2 separate regions of the Mus musculus genome follow, and region 1 is linked to region 2. The links are chromatin contacts, called in public Hi-C maps. All regions are on one chromosome and are shown on one strand. Each heading gives the region's core, a stretch centred on a gene start, on an enhancer-like site or on the middle of the called end of the contact. The rest is flanking DNA. Distances are from core to core; before and after follow the strand shown. Region 1 overlaps Gm13218 (a long non-coding RNA gene). Region 2 overlaps Gm30957 (predicted gene, 30957).

Region 1 (5,741 bases), core at 159-2,658, 620 kb after region 2:
ACATACATTAATAATTTTACATTTGCAACTCCTTATGTGGCACTATATCTGTCTTATGAAGAGAGAACAGAAGATCAGTTTTATGAACTGTGGTTTGAAATCAAAAGCAAACCCCATTGTTGTTAGGTTATTTGCCGTGGTCCTTCTCCCAGAGAACTGAATGTGAAGCCAATCCCACCCCAAAGATGTCTCAAACCATCTGTTTCCAGAGGTTCTCAAGGTTTCCAAGTTAATGATGTCCTAGCTGCCATGCTCAGCTTAAGACCAGAGGATGAAACAAGTCAACCCTTTTCTCGGTATCACCTACGCTTTTAACCAGAAGACTCCGTGAACTGAAGTCTACCCAGCCACCACATTCCACACAGCAACCCAACTATATTGTGTGAAGCTGAGCCGTGGCTTTGACAAAATAGCAAATGATAAGAAGGATATTTTCATAAGCCAGAACCCAAGAATGGCAACAATGGATCACTTGTCACCCCACTGCACCGTCTCTCTCCCCCCACCCCCCGCCCCCGGCCCCAAGTAAGGCAGGATGATAGGCCTTGTATTGGTTTCCTAAGGAAATCAGGTGAAATTATCCTAAATCTAGAAGCATCCATAATCTGTACTACATCTAACATGGGCTCCAGGCAGCTGAGAGCAATAGGTGGGAGACTCCAGCTCGGCTTAATGTTGATGAGAAGCTTCTAATTACAGAGAAAACTTTTGGTTGTTCACAGTGAGTGATTCCCTCTCCAAGACATCTCAGTATAGATACATCGAGATTTCAACATGATTAACGGTTATTTTATAGACTTATGGATAACACATGTTTCAGCTGGTGATGTTAAAATACTGTCTATGATACTCAGAGTTAGAATGTGGTCCTCTCAAGAACTCCATCACTCTTACCCACTTGCTAAGATTCTTCTCCTCCAAGCTTACCTTTGAGTTCCAGTTGGTGAAATACAGTCTTGTGATGCTTGTGTCTTGGTTACTAGGTGAAAACCGAAGGCCAGCCCTGACACTCAACCCCCAACATCCTAAGGGTTTTTTTTTTCATTTCTCAAGAACCTGGACATGGTCATTCTAGCCTAACACTCATAGTTCAGAGATGAAACAACAAGAGAGCTAGAAAACTAGACTCACTTGTCCAAAACCACACAGCCAGCTAGGCAATGGGCATAGACTAGCAGCCCTCTTGTACCGCTAAGAAGACTTCTGTTCTAAACAGGGAGTGGCAAATGAACTTGAAAGGATCGACTAGTAATTCAGGACTCTGGAAATGACGCTAAGGAAATTAAAGAGAAAACTTAGAAATGGAAAGAAGCAATAAAAGTCAAATGTCTCTTCCTGATACAACAACTTAAAAGATGTTAAGATGTAAGATGTTAGTGTGCTGATGCTGCTACTACTGCTGCTGCTGCTACTGAGGCTGCAGCTGTGGCTGCCACCACAAACATTGCTGCCCCTGCTGTTCCAGTTGGGTGAGCAAGAGCCCTATACTCAAACAGCTCACACTCCATATTCTTTGGAAGGAACTGGTCAGAGGAAAGAGAGCAAAACCCTTTCTCTTGTACTTTTACAAATGGAACTTCTACTTGCTTCTACTAACAAAAGGGGTATGGGAGGTACAGGAGGAGTCTCCCTGTGAAGGTACACTTTAAAGCAGGGATACAGCACTTATCCCATAGGACTATCTAGCTGTGAACCATTAGCCCTCAAAACTGATCTGCTAACCATGGCCTTGGTGCAACAACAGTAAATGTCCTTTAAGAACCCATTGATGATCTTTGGGAAGATACTCAAAGGATCAATCATTTATAAAATGTGACTTCCATTGTCAGTGACAAATCACGCTCCAGTCCTTGCTGCATGTAATCTCACCCCCTTGTTTACCACATTCAAACATGCCTTCATGAAATAAGCTAAAGAGGCTTCACTCTGTAGAGTCCAAACTATGAAGTTATTCATCCCTGTGAATTTGAACCTGGGAGTCCCTCCCACAGGCCACTTCAAACTCACCAAAGGTGAACATGATTGTAGAGGGGACGGTTCACCACCATGGAGTTCAAATTCCTCAGCAAACACGCCCACATCTGGGTTTCTCTTCTCCATCCCTTTTCATTCTAGTTCTTCTAGATCTTCTAGTCATTCATTCATTCATTCATTCGGTTTTGGAAGAACCTCAGTCTTACTTCCCATGAGGAATCAAAAGCAATCAAACCCATGGAAGGGCACCGAGGAAGACAGTTGCCAGTTATGGAGAAAGAGCAAGTGGGAGTTATTTTGGGGGTACAGACTTTCAGTTAAGGCAAGATGAGAAGATCTAAAAGGCCACTTACAATACAATGCCTATAATGAGCAATCCTGTAGGGTAGATTTCATACAATGTGACAGTTTCCCAAAATGTTTTAAATAAAATTATTACTATCATCATCATTATTATTAGTGTGTTTGGGGGGGGGGTCTGTGTCTGTGTGTGTCTGTGTGTGCCTGTGTGTGTCTGTGTGTGTCTGTGTGTGCCTGTGTGTGCCTCTGTGTGTGTGTCTGTGTGTGTGTGTGTGTGTGTTGAGACTCTGTAACCCAGGATGACCAGGAATTTATTATGCAGCCCAAGCTAGCCTTGATTCATAGCAATTCTCCTGCCTCAGTATTACAAGGGCTGAGATTTTTGTAGTGTGGCACCACTCTGTAGCCTTGCCTTGCCTTGCCTTGCCTTGCCTTGCCTTGCCTTGCCTTGCCTTGCCTTGCCTTGCCTTGCCTTTTCTTTTCCTTCCTTTTCTTTTCCTTCCTTTTCTTTTCCTTCTTTTTCCTTTCTTTTCTTTTCTTTTCTTTTCTTTTCCTTTCTTTATTTTTCCTTTAAAGATAAAATAATGAATTTTTGTACAAGTGATAAGTATAGTAGACAGAGCACTGACACCCACTTAGAGGTACCTCTGGAGCTTTGAGTTTTCAGAACTGAGCTCAGATTAGTTGAAGAATCCAGAACACAATCTGAGGTCCTATTATACCAGGAGAGCTGTGCTTAGCCCTGTTTATTTAATGTCAAAGGCCAGAGCTCTTATTGTTGTAAAGTGGAATAGTTGTTTCTCAAACAGGAATACTTTTCTGCCAAGAGGTCATAGGTGACCACATGTTCACAGGTACATTGCAACCAGAAGTCAACACTGGGAAACACCTTGAAGATTAAAAGAATGCAAACCAGGCCAGCACCTACCTTGGGTCAGCCTCTCCACAGACCCAAGTGCTGGTATGAACTGTGTTAAAACTTTCAGTTGTCCCAGCCAGCAAGACATCTAGTTTCTGAATAAAAGGTTTATCTCCATTTTGCCATTTCTCATTCATGCCCCAAGCCAAAGAGCTCAGTGGCCAAAACTGTTTGACCTTCTCATCGGTATTTTCCTTCATAAAACAAGAGTTACAAGACTACTGTATTTACATCGAAAATATTTTTTGTTGGCATAGGACCTCAAATAGTCCAGGCAGGCTAGCCTCACCATGTAGCCAAAGCTAGTCTTAAATTCTTGATCATCCTTCCTCTATCACCCTAAATATTGCTTTTATTAAAAAATAATAATAATAACATATGGATATACACCTTTTCCTGGAGACTTAATAAAACTGCTCTTAGTTTGGAGAACAAAAGAAAGTTCAAACATTTTTTTTGTTTTGTTTTGTTTTGTTTTGTTTTGTTTTCCTGAAAATTGCCCCAGAGGGGAAATAACCAGAAGGAAATGAGAAGGAAGGGAAAGGTCATAGCAGACGTGTGTAGAAATTAACAAGAGGTTTCCAGGAAGTCAATAGTGCTTTAAGAATCTCAAAATCAGACCCAATCCCATTGTAGTCTATCACATTTCTCTACAAGCTTGCTTCATGTGTGAAAGCAGTCTCTTAACCTTGCATATGAGAGAGCAGGTCACTGTGTTTTCCAGTTAGACCTTTGAGCACCACCATCTCCATAGGTAACAATTGACAGGCACCCAGGAAAAAAACTGATCCCCTACTCTTTAAGTTAACAGAGCTCTGTCACCAGGAGATGAACTTCCAGACAAGAGGCTCAGCCTGACTCCCTGGTTGACCAGATGACTTTGGGAGCATCCCCTAACTTGCTTCCTCTGTATGCACATCTTCAAATCAGAGATAAGGATGTACAGTCCAAAGGTCAAGATTGAAACTCAGGGGAAGTGTATGAAAAGTAAAACTCCAACAAAGGTAATTGAGATCTAGAATACACTGTCTGCTGGGACACACGGGCTTCAGAAAGTATGTCTCTAATAAGAAATAGCTATCATAAATATCTGGCTTAACCCAGCCTGTCTCTTTCAAGGCAAACTGTCTGATGTCAGGGGCTGGGAAAATAGAAAGCTGGGCCAGCTGACAAAGGCTTTGCAAGCAGGAGAACCTCAGTTTGATTCCCAGAACCCACTTTTTTTTTTTAAAGACCAGATATGGAGACGTGCATTCTTATAGTCCGTGAAGGAAGGAGAGACAGGCAGACTCCGGAGGCTTACATGAGCCAGACAGCCTGACGACTTGTCAGCAAGTAGTCAACCTAATAAGGGCCTGCCTCGAAGTAAAAATGGTTGATTCCTGAGGACCAACTGCCGAGGCTGTTCTCCGACCTCCACATGCAGATACACACACACACACACACACACACACACACACACACACACACTACACATATGTATGCACCTGCACATATGCGCACGCACAAACACATACACACACACACACATTCGCAAGATAGAATATAAAAAAAATTTATAGCCAGAGCAAATCTGTAAACCCATTATGAAGAAAGATCACGAGTTTTCAACCAGTCTGAAGAAAAAAGAAAAGTTAGAGGGAGCCTTGTTTAACCTTAGCTATAAGAATGATTAAATACACCGTTCAGTCTGAATATAAATATAAACAATATTTACTAAGAGTATGATCTTCTGAGTTAGGCTGTAGAATTTGAATCTAGATTTTACTTCTTCCTTGCTGTGTCCCATGCTTCTCTGTAAAATGTGGATGATACCATAGAAGTTTCTGAAAAAAAAAAAAAAGTCTTTTAGTTACTTAAAAAATGAGGGGGCTGGAAAGATGGCTCAGTGGTTAAGAGCATTGGTTACTCTCCCAGAGGTCCTAAGTTCAATTCCCAGCAACCACATGGTGGCTCACAACCATCTGTAATGGGATCTGATGCCCTCATCTGGTGTGTCTGAAGACAGAGACAGTTTACTCATATACCTTAAATAAATAAATAATCGACTTCAGGGGAAGAATTCTTATTTTGGCTCACAGTTCAAGGTCCTTCACAGAGAAGGAAGTCACGCAGCAGGCTCACGTGGTATCCTCAGGCAAGACTACAATGCAACAAATGTTTATGCTCAGCTCACTTCCTGTCTTTGATACAACCCAGGATCCTAGCCCAGGGAATGGTGCCACCCACAATGGGCAGTTCTTCCTTCTTCAATTAACAAAATCAAGATAATCCCCCACAGATGTACCCAGAGGTTATTTTCCTGGTGATTCTAGATTTTATCAATTGAGATTGACGGTCAACGTGGTAAGTATGTTAATACAAGAAAGATGGTCAGACCAGTGTGTGGCATACAGTAAGCTAAACAGAAGCAGGCTTTTTGTTATTCCAGAGCCTAAAAAGAAGACTGGCTGGCATATAGTAAATGCTCAATAAACATGGCAGGCAGAGAGGGAGAGAAAGAGGAAGTTTGCCTTGCAATAGTAGAGATCCTGGCTCTCTCTTTTAT
Region 2 (5,639 bases), core at 1,681-4,180:
GCCTAATGTTGTTGTCTCAATGCTATAAGTCTTCTTGAAGTCCAAGATGAGAAAGGTTTTATGTAGCTGATCCCATGTACTGTAGAATCAAGAGGTATCATAATCTATAATTCCTAAATTTTGTTTCATTTGTTATACATTTTGAGGTTTGACCTTAACATTTTTTTTCAGAAAGTTACATGTAATCTCCTGTATGGCTTAGCTGATTATTTATAACTAAAGAACATCAAACAGACTAATTCTTAATTTATGTTCGCATTTCTGTGATTTAAACCTTGGGACTTGCATGTGGCAGACACACACTCTGCCAATGAGCTACAGCAAAATATCTTCAATATTTTTCATATCTCTAAACAAACCCATGTTTATTTGGATATTCAAGACAAACTATTTCTTCCTAAACATTTTTAAAGTATTTAAAAATTTGCATAGGAAAATAAGCAGTGGGATTTATAGATATTTCAGTCCATAGAAGAGTTTGGTAATACAGCATTTGGGTTCCCAGGTGTTGGAGTTCCATAGAAAAGTTCAGTCATTCTTTGCCCTGAGCAAGGTCTTAAATTTTAATTATGCGTAATAAACTCAAGCATATTTAATCCGTATATTTCATGATTCATTTACACTTCAATCACTATGTTGTTATTTTGAAAAAAATCATTTGATGTCTATAAGCTCTCTGAGCCTTTAATACATGCTTATAAAACTCAATCCTCCCCCCCCCCACACACACACATACAAACGCACACAGTATTTGAAAATAGATTATTATATTTTGCCCAAGGTACAAAAAACAAATCCAAATGCTTATATTTAGGGTGTGGTTCTGGCCTTAATACTATATGTCATGTGCTATTGAAATCTATTTCTAAGAGATACTTTGTTTAGAAGGCATATGTAAGCTAAACATTTAAGATAACTATTCTTTGGGACTCACATGACTAACCACATAGCCAATGTAGTGATTAACTAAAGGTCTAAAACTATGTGATGATTTCTGCACTGCATTTTATTAGTGGTATCTGCAGGGAAAGTTCCATCCATTCACATTATTTCATTCCTTTCTGATAGACAAAATATCCATATATCTGTTACACTTCCTTGCATTGGTCTCAAATATATCATAAGCATAGAGACAATTAATTTTTTATTTTCACATCCTTTCTTCCAAAACAATTTTTCATACTCTCACTCTCCTTTTTTCTCAAGTGATCATTTTTTCCTCTATATGTTTGTTTCCAGTTTGCATTAAGGATCTCTTCACCTGTCCTCTTGAAAGTTAGAACTGCAATACAGTGAGAAGAGTCTTATTTATTATTCTGGACATGTAAGTTATAAAATCCTGGAATGCCCATCTATATAGATTGCTGTTATCCACTCTTGAGTTCAAACACTTATAAATGAATTACATTTCTAGATGCCTAATTGTCTCCTTATTTCTATTCTTAGCAGTTTCTTTATATGCATTCACCAATTCATTTCTATATATACCCAAATAATCTTCAAAAATAAAAATTTTACCTTGACATTCTTCATTGGGTGGTTCCCCAGTGCTTTCAAGTAAAAGAAAACCATTACCTTCCAAACCTTGGGCGTGTGTTCACTCTCACATTATGTACTAGATAATGGAGAAGTACCTCATGGAGGAAGAGCATTTGGGGGAAGAGACACTTGGTTTTGGTTTATTGGGAGGCTTTTATATATATAATATTGTTACTCTCCATGATTACCTCATGTAACAGAATTGTTCTTAGTTTATGTGTCGTGGTTATAGTCTATGAAATAACTGTCCTGTAATAGAATGTAACTGTTATCATTTGTGTGGAGTGATTATAGTCTCTAAAATAGCTATAGATTCTAGACTAGAAAGCATCTACACACTTCTCACAGGAAAATGCAGGGCAAGTCCATAGAAGTCTCTGGTTGCATTTTATTAGCCAGTCAATACATAGCTGTGTTTTAAGTGTGTTCCTATGCTGGGACACCACACTTAACATATATTGTTTTTTAAGAAGTAACCCTGAGTTTATGGCCAAAAGCCCTGTAACTAACACTTGAACAAAACTCATGCAACAAATGTTCCTTTGATAAGAGACATCAGAGCTGCACATGCTTAAGAATACCACACAGCACTAGATCGCTTTTCTTTCCAGCTACTGGAGAAAGTCAAATCAATACATAAAAGTGCAAAATAAGAAAAAATATGACACTAAATGGATCACTAAAGCAACATCTGTTTACAGTTGTTGCAAAACAAAAGCAAAAGAAAACAAAACAAAAACAACAGAAAACAACCCAATTTTCCTCAGCAGGTTGAGGTTAAACACTTGCCATGGACCACTATTTGGCAATAAAGGCATATACTTCCATCCGCCAAAACCCTGATGAGTCTCTGAAGAACAACACTAAGTGGATAAAAATGAACTTCAAAAGTCACACAATACAATTCTCTTATGTGCCGTTCCTGAAATAAGAGAAGTATGGGAATGCAATAGGTTAGAGGTTGCTAAGGGTTAGTGTGGGAATGGAGACAAGCAGGAAGTTGGTCTGGCTATTATCAGGCCAACAGAAAAGAATTGTACAGTAAAAGAAATGTTCTGTATCTTGCCTGTCTGTGTCATTGCTCTGCTGTTTTGCAAGATGCTACTAAGTGGGGAAGCTGAATATACTGGACACATGATTCTTCTCTATTGTTATAAATAGGAAAATACTTGGTAGAAACCATGGTTTTTCCAATGGGATCATATTAAGATCATTACCTCTTTTGGTTTGTGCAAAGTTTACTCTTCTGTAATAAAGTCAACTGATATCTGCATGACACACAGCAATAATGAACTTGGTTTAAAAAAAATTTGAGCCTGTGGTTTAAACTATGTAGAGCAATGAGTTGACTGACTTTAGGGGATTTTCCCCATGTTTGAAGCAGATATGCTGATATCCTGTATGCATATCCAGAAATGATTATTCAAGTGCAAATTAATGTCATACCCCACACATTCAAACCTACTCTGACTCTGGTTCCTTTGCCCTCTCACCCATAAGCACATCAAAGCCACTTTGTAACGGAAGTAATAGAACTTTGGTAACTAGGAAAGGCAAGAGAATATTCTGCAGAATACTGCCTTTTAGCCCTCCCTTCTACCTCAAAAAATACCTAAAACCAGGTGGGTGGCTTCAAATTTAAGTATGGGGGAAAAACAAGTTCTAAGAACTTAGAGGGTTTGGTACCCATTTGGAAAGATATGGGCTATTTTTAGATGGAAGGAGGATGTGGTGGTTAACTTGAGCCTAAGCCATGTGAATCCAGTCACTGCACTTTCCAGATCAAAAGGCATTGTTATATGCTACTGCACTACTGAAATATAGGTAGTGATGGGAAACTCATTTTCATTTTAACTGGAAAGCTATCCAATGTTAATGAAAGACATATCATATAAAGCAGAGACAGAAAAGTTACCTCAAAATGTCATTGATGCAAGGCATTTTAAGCATAAATTCTTAAAAGCAATTTGGTAATTCAGTTGGCCACTTAGGGGTATGCACATGGTATATGTGTTCCTATGTGCATGTGTGTAAGAATGTGTGTGTGTGTGTGTGTGTGTGTGTGTGTGTGTGTGTGTGTGTGTGTGTGTTTAGGCCAGAAGTCAATTCTGGGTGTATTGCTTAATCACTGTTCATCATATTTTTGAGGTATGGTCTCTCACTGAAACTGCAACTCACAGATTCAGGTAGGCTGCCTGGCAAATAAAAGCCAGGAATCTACCTGTCTCCCTCCCATCTCATTGCTGAGGTTACATGCATACATCATGCTACCTTGTCCTTCATATGAGTACTGGGCATTGAACTGAGGTCTTTATGCTGGAGAGAAAGAGTTTACAGACTGAACCATTGTCTCAACCCCAGAGAATTATACATTTTAAATATTAAGAATGGCTACCTCCTACATATCAAACAGTAAATAGATATAGAGCTAATTTGTTCTGAGTCTTCATAGTAACAATATATTCTTTAGAGGGCTAGAGAAACGATTTAGTAGATAAGAGCACTTGTTTCTGCAGAGTCCCTGTATTCAATTTCCAGCATCCACATAGTGGCTGACAACTATCTGTAACTCTAGTTCTTGGGGATCCTATGACATATTCTGTCCTCCATGTATACCAAGCTGTATGTAGTATACATACATGCATACATACATACATACATACATACATACAGGCAAAACATTCACATAAAATAAACAAACACAACACTGTATTTAAACTGACTGTAAGCATGCATTCTCTTTCACTGATGAGCTCTGGAGTTTTTACTCAAGTCATTCTTTGCTTTGCAGCTACACTATGGAAACTGGAAGTCTCAACAGTTCTAGCCCCAGTCATATATTCTTCAGTGTTGTTGCCATATTACTCTTTTCCCAACTTCTATCCAATAAACAAGCTGAGCTCTCTGCCTTACTCTGCAGTCATTTTTGCCTGCTTTAATCATGTCTGAGCCGAATAAGTAAAAATCAAGAGATATTCTTTTATCCCATGATAAATGGAACATGAGAGCAATAAAAGAAGATGTCCGTGTAGCATTATAAGGCAAACTCACATTCTCAGATAGAAATACCACCTAATCACCTTTACCCCTTGTTTTTATCCAGCTATTGAATATGAGTAGTCATTCTGATACTTCAAAATATTTGGAAAATTAAACAATATTTGGGAGTAAGTTGCATGAGAGATGCAAACAAGAGCATTGATTTGACTCATGTACTTGAGTTTTATCAATAGCAGATGTGTTACTCTGGTTTTGATATAAGTTTTCAATTAGATCTTCATACAGTAGATGTTAATAGTTAGAGAATAAACAAAACTACTAGCGATCTACTCACTGAATATTCTCCATGAGCTCCCAAGTCTAAGCACTGCTTTGATCACATAGCGATACCTTTTTTCCATATAATTACTTCATTGATAGAGCCAGAAGGTTGGCATAGATGATATGTTATAATATAAAATATATTGCACAAAATCCTCATGCAATAATCCTTATTTTTATGTATATAGCTTATTCACATGAAATAAAACTCACTTTTTACTATCTTAGCCCAACTATGTACACCAATATTTCTTTCCTCAGACAGACTACAAAGAATTAATAAGAAAATATAAATCAAAATACCCTTGAGCTTACCCTTGGATTAAGGATAAACTTATGCCTTCCGTCCAAAGTGTTCAGACTGAGTAACATTCTCTCTGTGTTCTGTACATGCAGAGTTGGTTACTCTTTATAGAACACATCTTCTTCCTAATTAATTAAGGCTTGAAATACTGAAGCCAGAGTCCCTTACCTTTTGTAGTTGCCTACAAGTCCAAGTTCCTCAGACTGAGGTTCCCCTTCTCTTCCCCTACCTCTCTCCTTGACTCCTTATTCCCTATGAATCACATGCATCACATACATGCATCTACAAACATATATTCACTTGTTATCATTTTGTTTTATTGTTCATCTCAAAATGTCAAATGTCTTTGTTCATCTTTGAAAATAATTCCCAGCCAGTCTGACATCCAGGATTCTTGGAAATGAGTATTATTGTTCACACAAAGAAATATCTCCCCTCACATACTTTATGCTAAAACACAGAGTTGCCTGAAACC

The links. Hi-C and Micro-C count contacts between places; a contact is called where the count stands out from the background.
Region 1: a contact with region 2 is called in a Hi-C map of Th2 cells, with 2.2 times the contacts expected there. The contact joins two enhancer-like sites. A contact is called at or near these places in 2 of 484 Hi-C or Micro-C datasets (Th2 cells and group 2 innate lymphoid cells) and 1 of 115 datasets of contacts at active chromatin or transcription factors (astrocytes).

What each region holds. Positions count from the first base shown.
Region 1 is chr2:9,586,328-9,592,068 of GRCm38.p6, forward strand. Gm13218 (a long non-coding RNA gene) reads right to left here. Exons shown (of 2, transcript XR_001783609.1): 2 at 4,891-5,019. Among named protein-coding and RNA genes, the nearest start is that of Gm13218, 3.7 kb to the right of the region's middle. Within about 2 kb of position 1,409, at least 5 of the 459 cell types and tissues checked have an H3K27ac peak or open chromatin away from gene starts, as enhancers often do. A contact at or near this core is called in Th2 cells, where this site is marked.
Region 2 is chr2:8,962,196-8,967,834 of GRCm38.p6, forward strand. The region is part of intron 1 of Gm30957 (predicted gene, 30957); the gene reads left to right. Among named protein-coding and RNA genes, the nearest start is that of Gm30957, 18 kb to the left of the region's middle. Within about 2 kb of position 2,931, at least 6 of the 459 cell types and tissues checked have an H3K27ac peak or open chromatin away from gene starts, as enhancers often do. A contact at or near this core is called in Th2 cells, where this site is marked.